3 separate regions of the Oncorhynchus mykiss genome follow, and regions 1 and 2 are each linked to region 3. A link is a contact called in public Hi-C data. All regions are on one chromosome and are shown on one strand. Each heading gives the region's core, a stretch centred on a gene start, on an enhancer-like site or on the middle of the called end of the contact. The rest is flanking DNA. Distances are from core to core; before and after follow the strand shown.

The links. A called contact is a pair of places that touch in the nucleus more often than the background predicts.
Region 1: a Hi-C map of liver shows a contact between it and region 3, with 3 times the contacts expected there. The contact joins the promoter of LOC110488912 here to the promoter of LOC110488909 in region 3. A contact is called at or near these places in 2 of 3 Hi-C or Micro-C datasets (blood and liver).
Region 2: a contact with region 3 is called in a Hi-C map of liver, with 5 times the contacts expected there. The contact joins the promoter of LOC110488911 here to the promoter of LOC110488909 in region 3. A contact is called at or near these places in 2 of 3 Hi-C or Micro-C datasets (blood and liver).

Annotation. Positions count from the first base shown.
Region 1 is chr14:16,112,826-16,116,585 of USDA_OmykA_1.1, forward strand. LOC110488912 (TBC1 domain family member 9B) reads right to left here and starts at 1,356. Exons shown (of 21, transcript XM_036943043.1): 1 at 1,063-1,356. The coding sequence starts at 1,086.
Region 2 is chr14:16,052,300-16,055,593 of USDA_OmykA_1.1, forward strand. LOC110488911 (sequestosome-1) reads left to right here and starts at 1,557. Exons shown (of 7, transcript XM_021561371.2): 1 at 1,557-1,866; 2 at 2,954-3,049. The coding sequence starts at 1,698. All of the region lies in intron 1 of LOC110488910 (alpha-1,3-mannosyl-glycoprotein 4-beta-N-acetylglucosaminyltransferase B), which reads right to left.
Region 3 is chr14:15,886,939-15,890,433 of USDA_OmykA_1.1, forward strand. LOC110488909 (calnexin) reads right to left here and starts at 1,408. Exons shown (of 14, transcript XM_036943036.1): 1 at 1,258-1,408. LOC110488910 (alpha-1,3-mannosyl-glycoprotein 4-beta-N-acetylglucosaminyltransferase B) reads right to left here. Exons shown (of 15, transcript XM_036943038.1): 15 at 2,470-3,495.

The DNA.
Region 1 (3,760 bases), core at 106-2,605, 230 kb after region 3:
GAAGCCTGCCCAATTAAGGCAGCAGCAATACAACATTCCAAAATGGGATTATCAACAGTCCATAATATTGCGTCGCAACTCAATTGTCATTGTCAAATGTGGGTCCCCAAGCAAAACCAGTTGAGAACCACTGCTTTAAACAATGTACATCTGTTGATTGCTAGGCATTCAAATAAGATCATTTATTGATACATTTGAAACGACCTCTGGCTGTGGCCACTACAGGACTAGATTGTAAACAACTCTTTGCGGATTGCATTGCTTGACTGCCATAACGGCCGGTACAGTAGGTACCATAACGTTGGATGCCAACTGGCGATAAAACCCACAGAAGAAGAATAGTCGAGGGCGACAACAGTAGACAGTGTCCTTTAGCAGGTGGGAGTGGAGGACTAACGTTAGCTAGCTTGTCCTTGGGGTCTCCGATACACAATAGGCGGGAGCGACACCTTGTGCTCACATGGCCTGCTCTGTACCAGAGGAACTAGAGGGAACGACGCAGGTAGACAGACAGTGGCCTTCGCCCCCCTGCGGTGCACTGTTTTACGGCAATTCGGTTGATGACAGCGAGCGAAGGTTTTCGTTCATGCAGGAACCAATGGGATGATCGGGAGATGGGGTCGTTTATGATGGACCTAATTGTATGCTGGAGGGGACGTTCCTAAAATGCAGAAATATCTAAATGCAAGAACGCCCCGAATTGCGGTCCGCAATCAAACAGTATTGGGTTGGTTAGGCTGACATAGTTTACTAGCTATATGTACTGTTTAGTAGTGCATGTGAGAAAATGCACATACTTCCAGCAAATAAAACCTATCAACGATGTTAGTTAGTAGTAGCTGCAGACGAAGAAAAAACAACGCGCTAGCTTGGGATCCAGCTCCACTTTACACGTCAACATCAACAGCGAGCCTGCGCGCTAGCTAACGTTACCTTGCTAAAACACCAAGCTTTCTAGATAACGTTAGCTAAATCCCTCATTACATTAGCCAACGCAAATTACATTTTTCATAAACATGAGAGCAATTGTAAACCAAATAATGTTATTGTATAGTTAGTTACCAGTGATGCCCCCTCCTTTGCCATGGCCCTTTCTCCTCTGGAGAATGAAGAAGGGGTTCGCCCTTTCGCTCACCCACAGAGCGTTGGCAAGCAACACCTCCTCTGGAGTTATCCACATTTTGAAAAAGCTTTTTCCAAATTACACACTTATTGTTGGATATTATGGTGCAAAGCGTACGGTAAGCGACTTCACACAAGCATGTTTTGCAGACGTGTTGCCTGCTGTTTTGAGTTCATGTCCGTCTGTGCAGCTGGTTGCTCTGCTGTTGTCTACTCGAAAACGGTTACCACAGCCACAAAGTCCAAAGAGTATATCGTAAAAATTCGTGGAAAAAAACTTTAGGGCTAGCAGTGGTGTGATTAAGGTAGAAATAGGCTGGGATAACTAACCCTCGAAACTGGTCGCTTTCTACTTTTACGTAAACACGTCCACTTAACGTTCATATCATAGTGTACATCGCTGCTTGACGCACTGTATTCATTTAACCTATTTAATCCAATCGTGACCGTAAAAAACGTTTTCAGTTATAAGGCTCTAAAATGTTTATGCATCAATGCATTCACAGCAAGTATTGAAATAATAAAGGGTCTCAATGAAATATGTGCAGTGTCACATGTTAATGTAATTTGTCACATGACCAGAGCTGTTTACTTCCTGGTTGCACCATGAGAAGACGATGGCTGCACCAAAGCTTCCAAACAAAAGGTTAGTAAAGTATGTTAACATAAAGATGGGACAAGGATTTTTGGTACACATCATCTTTAAAGTGTCTAGTATTGATATATGGATTTGCAATTATTCAACTTTGTTCAGTGTGGTCATAGAATGTGTAAACATGTTGACGGCAACAATAGTGACCGGTGAGATAACAGTGCATCTAGGTATACACATAATAGTTCTTGTTCTACCTAACTTTCTACTCTGTTCTTTCTTTTAGTTTCACTTTGAGGCAAGTTCTGGATATGTTGGATCTAGGTGACTGCCCAGACAAGGCATGCAAACATTGCAGTTATCCCTCATAATGAGAAAGATGCTGTCCTCCGTGATTGTGATGGGTCAGATATGGACTATGGACAGGCCATTTGCCAGCCAGGCTGTTGCTGATCCTATGCAAACAGATCATGACAGGAACAACATTATCAGTGATGATGACCTATCCACCCCCCATTGTTGATAATGAAGAGCCAAGGGCCTCTACCTGACCGAGGGGTCAGCCAGAAGAGCCAAGGGAAAAGCTGCAAGTGGTCAAAAATAAAGATTGAGTGTTCAAACGATCAAAGATGCCTGCCACCGATGTGATTCCAAACCACATAGTATACAGCCCAAATGTGCAAAAGTTTGGCACGAAACCACTGAGCCACGGAAGGAGATCTTTACTGGCTGTTACTGTTGAAGATCAGGCAAGATATGACACAGCTTCTTACTGGCCAATCAACATGATGCACCGGTTCCAGAGATGTCGTCATTGTGACAAACGCACTACCTATGCATGTGAGAAATGCAAAGTGCCACTGTACATTGAGTGCTTCAAGATATACCATGGACAGTAGAAAACGAGATAAGAGTGAATGAAAGAGGGCCGAAAAAGAAAAATAGAAAAGTGGATAAAGGGTGAGGAGAAGCAATTACAACAGACTCTTGGAAGAAAATAAAAGTAGACGAAAAAGACAATATGACTGAATTGTTTTTTGGAAAAGGTCAATTCGACATACTGTATGACAGGTCTGACTGATCGTAGTTCAAAATAGTGATGCACAAACTAATCATGCACATGGTTCTGAAGCCTACCTCTGTGATATATATATATATATATATATATATATCTATCACAATATGCACTCAATGTGGCGCTTTTTATGTGTGTGTGTGTGTGTATATATATATATATATATATATATATATATATATATATATATATATATATATATATATATATATATTATTTTGTTTAGCATAGGCCTCTACTTGAATGCATATTCTACAGGCTACCTCTATCCTAAATGTTATCTTTATGTTCAGTGGAAATTAATCACACAACTGCTATACAGTTGTTAGTGAGTGTTGCACTAAAATGTCACAATGACAATGTTAAAATGACTATTGCACTAAAGTACAAGTTCAAATGTTAAAGTAACAATATTAATATCTCAATACATGTTACACTAAAGTAACAATGTTGAAATACGTTGATGGTTGTTGTTTTTTGTCTTTGCTCTCAGTATTCATATCAGTGTTGTATAAGGGTTTTTGATATGTAAAATAATCACACTAGAATGTGATGGGGCATTCTAGTGGCAATATTGGGGACTGCCAGTGACAGAGTTTTAAATGTGTTAACAACTGGGCTGGGATATATAAGAATTTTGATGACTGCATGGGATAAATGTTAATTCAGTATACATAACATTATCCCACCGGTCTCAACACACTTTCACCTACTTTTACATGAAAATGTAAAAAAAAATGATTGATTATTTCAAAGGGTAACTATGACACTTGATTTGGATATTTTCATGTCTGGGAAAAATGTGGGATTAAATGGGTTAAGTGAAAATGTAATCACAAACCACTTTCCCTGCACAGTTTTTATGTTCTGGACTTTGAGTTCAGAACTTGAAAAAGTGAAACTAAAAGAAATATAAAACAAATGACAGCTCTGATGGTAGTTTCGGTACAATTGTATAAATGCCGACTGAT
Region 2 (3,294 bases), core at 307-2,806, 170 kb after region 3:
ACAAATTAACTTTTAACAAGGCACACCTGTTTATTGAAATGCATTCCAGGTGACTACCTCATGAAGCTGGTTGAGAGAATGCCAAGAGTGTGCAAAGCTGTCATCAAGGCAAAGGGTGGCTACTTTGAAGAATCTCAAATATAAAATATATTTTGATTCGCTTAACACTTTTTTTGGTTACTACATGATTCCATATGTGTTATTTCATAGTTTTGATGTCTTCACTATTATTCTACAATGTAGAATAATAGTAAAACATAAAGAAAAACCCTTTCATGAGTAGGTGTGTCCAAACTTTTGACTGGTACTGTATATTGAAAAATAATAAATAAAGTGACCTATTATGAAACATATTGTATCTCATGTCTTGTTTAAGGCCATGGAACCAACATGTTTCACTCATGATGACTGCAAGAATGCTTAGTCAAAGTAGACCAACAAGGCTAGGACAGTCTTTCGTATATGTCTATAGGCACTAAAACAAGGTGCATGGTGATGTAGTTGTATTATGGACTTTGTATTAGCCTATACCCCTATAACTTAGAATTCTGCTATACAGAAGTAGGTAACTCGTGAACTAATGGAATCTGTCCCTCTCACTACTATAGGCCTAGTGCTATTAAGACTAATAATAAAATAGTAATAGAATAGATCGAGGCTATGGGGATTTTTTTATCGAGAAAATCAGGCTTCAATACAAGCCCCTCTTCAAATATCACAGTCATCGAGGTCAATGTGTATTTTTTATTTGATTTAACTAGGCAAGTCAAGGTCAATGTTTGAAGTGACTGAAACAGTTCGAGCTAGTGTCGATCAACACTGATCTCACGCGGGGAATTCCGGTACGGAAAGTGCCTTGTCATACCTCGGCCTCTTAACTTCATTCAACCTTTAGCGTCCCACCCATTTGTTTCAATTAGCTTGGAAGCCTTTTGCGCACAACAACAGAAGGAGCAGAGCGTTGTCATTTAGTTAGTGCTATCCGGTATCCTTGTGACATCCCTACCCTAAACCCAACCCTAACCTTAAATCGAGAATCAGCAGTAGAAACAGTAACAAAGCATTTTCCCTTCCCCTGTTTCGCTAAAAAGCTTATGGATAGGGCTTGAGAAATTTAACCACTTACAAATTCATAGACATAGCTTTGGATGCAAGGACTGACCATCCATGATATCAAAATCATAGCCTCAAAACATGGTTAAAACGATGTAGTTTTTGTTTACGTTTACTTTGTATAAAACCAGTTAATTTGGGGTTTTGATGGGGACGGTTGAACTACGGCATTTATTTATAAGTTATATCTTTCAAAATCAATGTGTACATATAATTCATTTAAAAGTCAAAAAGTGGATGGAGCAACGTCTGATTACCCATTTAATCCCTACCCGTACAGTAACCCTTACATTTCTACTTTAATGGAGGGTATGGACGTCCCATTGAGCAAAAATACCACGTACCTTCGCCATTTAGAAACGGTGGACTTCCCCATGAAGCCGCTCCAAGCCCTCGTGATTGGCTAGACAGCTGCATAAATATTACACGTGACGCCATATAAGGTTTATAAACGGAACTGTACCCAGAAAAGCACGACGCACTGACAGCGATCGAGTTTGCAGTGGAACGGGCCTTCAACATTTTAACTGCGCAACAAATATTTCGGAGCGAGTATAGGGCTGAAATTGTGAAAAGAATCAACCATGTCCATGACCGTCAAAGCCTATCTCCTTGGGAAGGAGGATGCGCCGAAAGAAATTCGTCGCATTGCTGTGGACCAAGATGTTTCAACGAGTTTTGAGTATCTGAAAAAAAAGGTTGAGGATGTTTTCTCAACCCTGCGAAATGTCACCTATCAAATGTTTTACAAAGGTAAGCCTATACTAGTGAACCATTTATAGGAATCCACTGTAGTGTCTTCGATTGCGTTTATTATGTTGTCATATCTGAATATTGCTGTTGGGCTGTAATCTTCCATAATATTATCCGCCGCGCGCAGCGCAGTGCGCACTGAACAAACTAGACTACTGATAAATGTCGAAGCATAGACCAGCGTGTCAAAATTGCAATACATTCAATAATCTCCCGACCAAAATAGAGCTCAACAAGACAATTTGTCTTTATGCACCATATTGCACTATATACATCGGATAGAGTTGGTACACAGAGCGTTTTTACAGGCCTACATTTAACATAGCATTTCATGGTGAATGTCAGAGAAATTGAGTGAGCAGGCCCTGTTTCATTTGTCATACATGCGATGTGGTAAATTTAAATCGGTTACCAATTATAGTCTTCATCCTTCAACAGGTGAAGGTTGTTATACTACATTTCTCTAAACTAGCCCTGCCTAAACACCTGGCAGTTCAGTGGACAAAACATCCATTAATTTTAACATGGGATACAGTGAAGGGGGCACTTTTTTTTTATATGCCAATGTTTAGGCTTTTAGGATTGCTAAATGAAGTCTCTTGCCGTAACTTAGCAACACAGTTAATACCAATTTAGCAACACAGGTTAATACCAACTCTATTAGCGCTCTACTCCCAATAAGCCTCCTCAACCCAAGGGAATCAGAGGTGACCTTATTTCATACAGTAATAATATTGACTGGGACCACAACATTTACGTTTTCCATATTGGGCATCAGGGTTGGGGTCAATTAAATTCCAACAGTCACACCAGGTAGTGAATTATACTATTCAATATTAATTGATAAGACTGCATTGATAAAAAAAAAAAAAATGGGGCATTTTCCAAAAAACTAACTTGGAATATGACAATCCTGTTGGTCTTAGCACAACACCTTTTGTATGAACAATATTCCCTAAACTAACCATTGTTCTTCAAATAAAAAAGCTAGTGAGGATAAACTGTGGACAGTTGTCCTTACTTGTGAACTCTGGCAGCTATTATGTAATTATCTGGGTGAGATGTGACCTCTTTATTTTCTACCCAGATGAAGACGGTGACATGATCGCCTTCTCCACTGATGATGAGCTCATCATGGGCCTCACCTGCATCAAGGACTACACCTTCCGCCTCTTCATCAAGGGTGAGTCTTGTGATCAAATGAATAGAATTGTTACTAATGTGTAATGTATGAAGTTAACATTACTGGAATAACTTAGCATTCTCATTGTTACTGACACATTTTAGTTCATAAGTACACCCGCTAGACCCATTGCTGACAGGTGTATAAAATTGAGCACAGTCATGCAATCTCAACAGACAAACAATGGCAGGAGAATGACCATACTGAATAGCTCAGTGACTCAATGTGGCACTGTCATAGGATGC
Region 3 (3,495 bases), core at 158-2,657:
GTGCAGTTCAGACAAAAGTTGGATTCAGACATTTATTTCATAGCGAGGTTAACATTTCACTTTACATCTTGTAAATCCAGTTCCTAGAAATTATACATGTGCCTTGGTGGCAGAAAATAAATTGGGGGGGGGGGGGGGGGGGGGGGGGGGTGAAGCTGGCCATGTTGTGATATGGTTATTTTTGGTCGCCAGCCACCAGATCTATGCACAACTCAGGGAGTCCAACCAATACAAAGACTTCTGATGTGTCCCAAAGCTAACCAATTCCGTTAGATAAGCAAACTGTAAAAGCCACATTTCCAAGAGGGCGCTGTATGACCTCTATCTAGCCGTTGCACTTTCTGGTTTCATTCAGTGGCGGAAGTGGGTTTGTAAAACTGGTCAGACTTCTAAGTGCTTTGCCAGTAATACCCGTTTCCATGGTAGAACAGGGGTAACAAGGTTTTCCTATAAAACACGGAGCAATTCCTATAAGCAGGCTTCATGTAGCTCCTAAGGAAAATGATTTCATATAATATTATCTGTAGCTAGCTATAGTACTCATCTTGATAACCCCCTTTTGAAGGGAGTATGCTAATGTTACCCACTATATCCAACACAGGAAACGCGATTACAATGACCACACGAAAAATGACATAGCTACATAGTTAGGGCAGAATGCTTATCATGAGTCCATTCATTTACTTGTGTACGATATTTAATTAAATAGCCATATATTGGTTTCGCACCATGACACACACTGCTGCATCATCACCACTTTTTTTTTTTACTGATTTCTAGTGTTAGTCAACTACAATATAGTTTGTGAAAATGTCGGAACGTTATTGTAACAAAGAGGCAATATTTGTCCATTTTCCTTGCTTTAACTCGAGGCTGGTATCGCTTGCTATCCACGTTCGATGCCTCCCATGTAGCCAAGTTAGGTAACGTTAGCCTGTCCAACTTGTCTTACACAAAATGTCTGCAAAATGAACACACGAGCAAAGTGTGCAACTGACGATGTTACATGACAATAAACGGAACAATTACATTAATGTGTTATCTTAATTGCTAACTAGGCTAAATTAGCTTGCTAGCTGGACGTCAGCTAGCCAGTCTATGCTAAGACCACGCATGGGTTCTTGATCTTATTCAGTATTGCAATTAAACGATACTGGCCTGTATGTAAACAGCTGAACATCCTATATCAATTTTGACTGACATTATAATTTAGCGACTTATGTTTGTAAGAAGTGATATTTGTTCGTCATTACTTACCTCCTGATTCCGATGTGACCACTTGGAACTACAGCCGGATCACGTGTGGCTTTGGGGCACGCATACTGGATTAGTAGCTCCACCTTCTCCACTTGCTGATTGGTTGCCAACATGAAAATGTTGATATTTTCCGGGAATTATAGGAATTTGATTGCTTGTACTACACGCTCATCACAATGAATGGTCTCCGCCCCCAATCTCAACCTCGTGGACGGCGATGATTTGTCCAGCTCTAAGAGGAAATGCATGCCGATTGGTTATAGTCAGACAAGGCTCAAATATAAATTTGCAGCAGCGAAAATGATTGATGATTGTTGTAGTTTATGATCAATTAATGATTTATGTACTTTGTGAAGTTCGAATAAAATAGTAAAACTCTTCACATATTAATTTATCAACTAAAGCGCCGATGTGATCATTCTGAATGTGAGGTTTATTGAATATGGTGTAGGTTCATTCAATAATGTACAATATAATTACATCCCTGTTGATAGATGCATTCATTTGGATATAGTTCTTTTTTTCTGATCATAAACAACAACAAATGCTAATTTGCATGCCCCCATCCTGGTCAAATTTGGGGGTGTTTGAACCCCATAATAATGGACTTGATTTATGTAGTGCTTTTACATGTGCTCAAAGCGCTTTATGTTGTATGGATGATCATGTTTGAAAATGAATGCTGTGTTCTATACACCCTATTTTCTGAAGTGCCCTGACTGTATGCTGCTAAATGAAAATATCAAATAGCCTACCCTACAATATTATCACAAAACCTTATGGCCTAGAGATGCATTCAATCCGACCTGCGGAAGGAACTATAGCTCAATGGACATTTCTAAAAGTACTTTCCGATTGAGCCGACATAGTTCATGCAACGTTTACAGTAAATGTAGACATTGGCTTTCAAAGTTGAATTGCAGAAAACGGGCACTCCAATTCTATCTAGCCCAAATGTCATAGCTACACATAGGCCTACTCACTTGCATTCTACCGAGCACCAAAGCCTATGGTGTCAAAATATCAATGGGACTTTGCAGTCACATGGTCCATTAATGAAATATTCAAGGAATGTGACCCATGTACATGTGATTTGGTACCAGAAAAGTAGCGTAGCCTACCTTTCACAAAAGCAGACTAATTCACACGAGATTACTCAGATTTTTATTGAATTGACCAGAGCAAATAACTTGAAACAAAAACAAACCCATGTCAATTGAAATTCCGTCTTTATTACAATTCACAGAATGGATAGATAACATCATTAAATATAGTTTATCTAAATTATACAAAATACAACATATAATAGCAATGCATTCCAGTGCACCTTACAAGAAAATAAAACTCTTTCTCCTCCTTAGCTCATTGGGTACAGTTCAGATTTTTCTATCCGTAGCCCTACGTTGACTTAATGCACCCATGCACCTGCTACTGTATAGTGGCCATACCGATAGCAACGAAGGGGCTCTTAAAACAGCTTGTTTACTGGAGTGCACACCCCAATAAATGGAAAACAAGTTTAGGTCAGTTGTTGCTGAGAAACTGTGTTAACATTGATCAGAATCAGAATCAATGTTGCATTCTGTATTCGATAGAAAAGCGGCTTCGCTTCTGAGTTAAGTCCCCAAGTTGAATTTCTCTTTCAGTACACTTGTATTGGCTGAAATCCCATATTCCTGTTCTGTGCCGACAACTCTTCAGATTTCGATCAAGGGCTTTCAATGGTTTTTCAGTTGGGCTCTGATAAAGGAATGTTTTTTGGATCCAAGTATGCAAAAGCAAATTAATGTGTCCCTTTAACTGCAAAATACTTTGCATCTAGCAATACATAGAACTTTGGCCCTTGCCGTCACAGAGCCTGTTTGGAAGATGTATAAGTCTGGTGTCACGACAATTACAGTACTTTAATAAATTCCACCATCAATTCATTATAGTAGTAGTGCAGAACATGTGGAACGAGAGGGGTTGTCATATTGGACAGTTTCACTCTCTCATGAGACCTCACTTGAGGGCATTCCTTGACTTCTTCATGGTCATTATGAGAAACATAGATTCTACTGAGAAGTAAAGATGATTCTTCATGCATTGATTAGAGCTACATATTTCTCTTACTTCCGACTAGTCCAGACAATTACTCCACGTGTGTATCTGATATGTGGCTCCTTGGATTACAACTAACCCTGTGTATCTGATATGTGGCAGACATAGAAAATCCAACAGATATGTTTCCTGTAAATC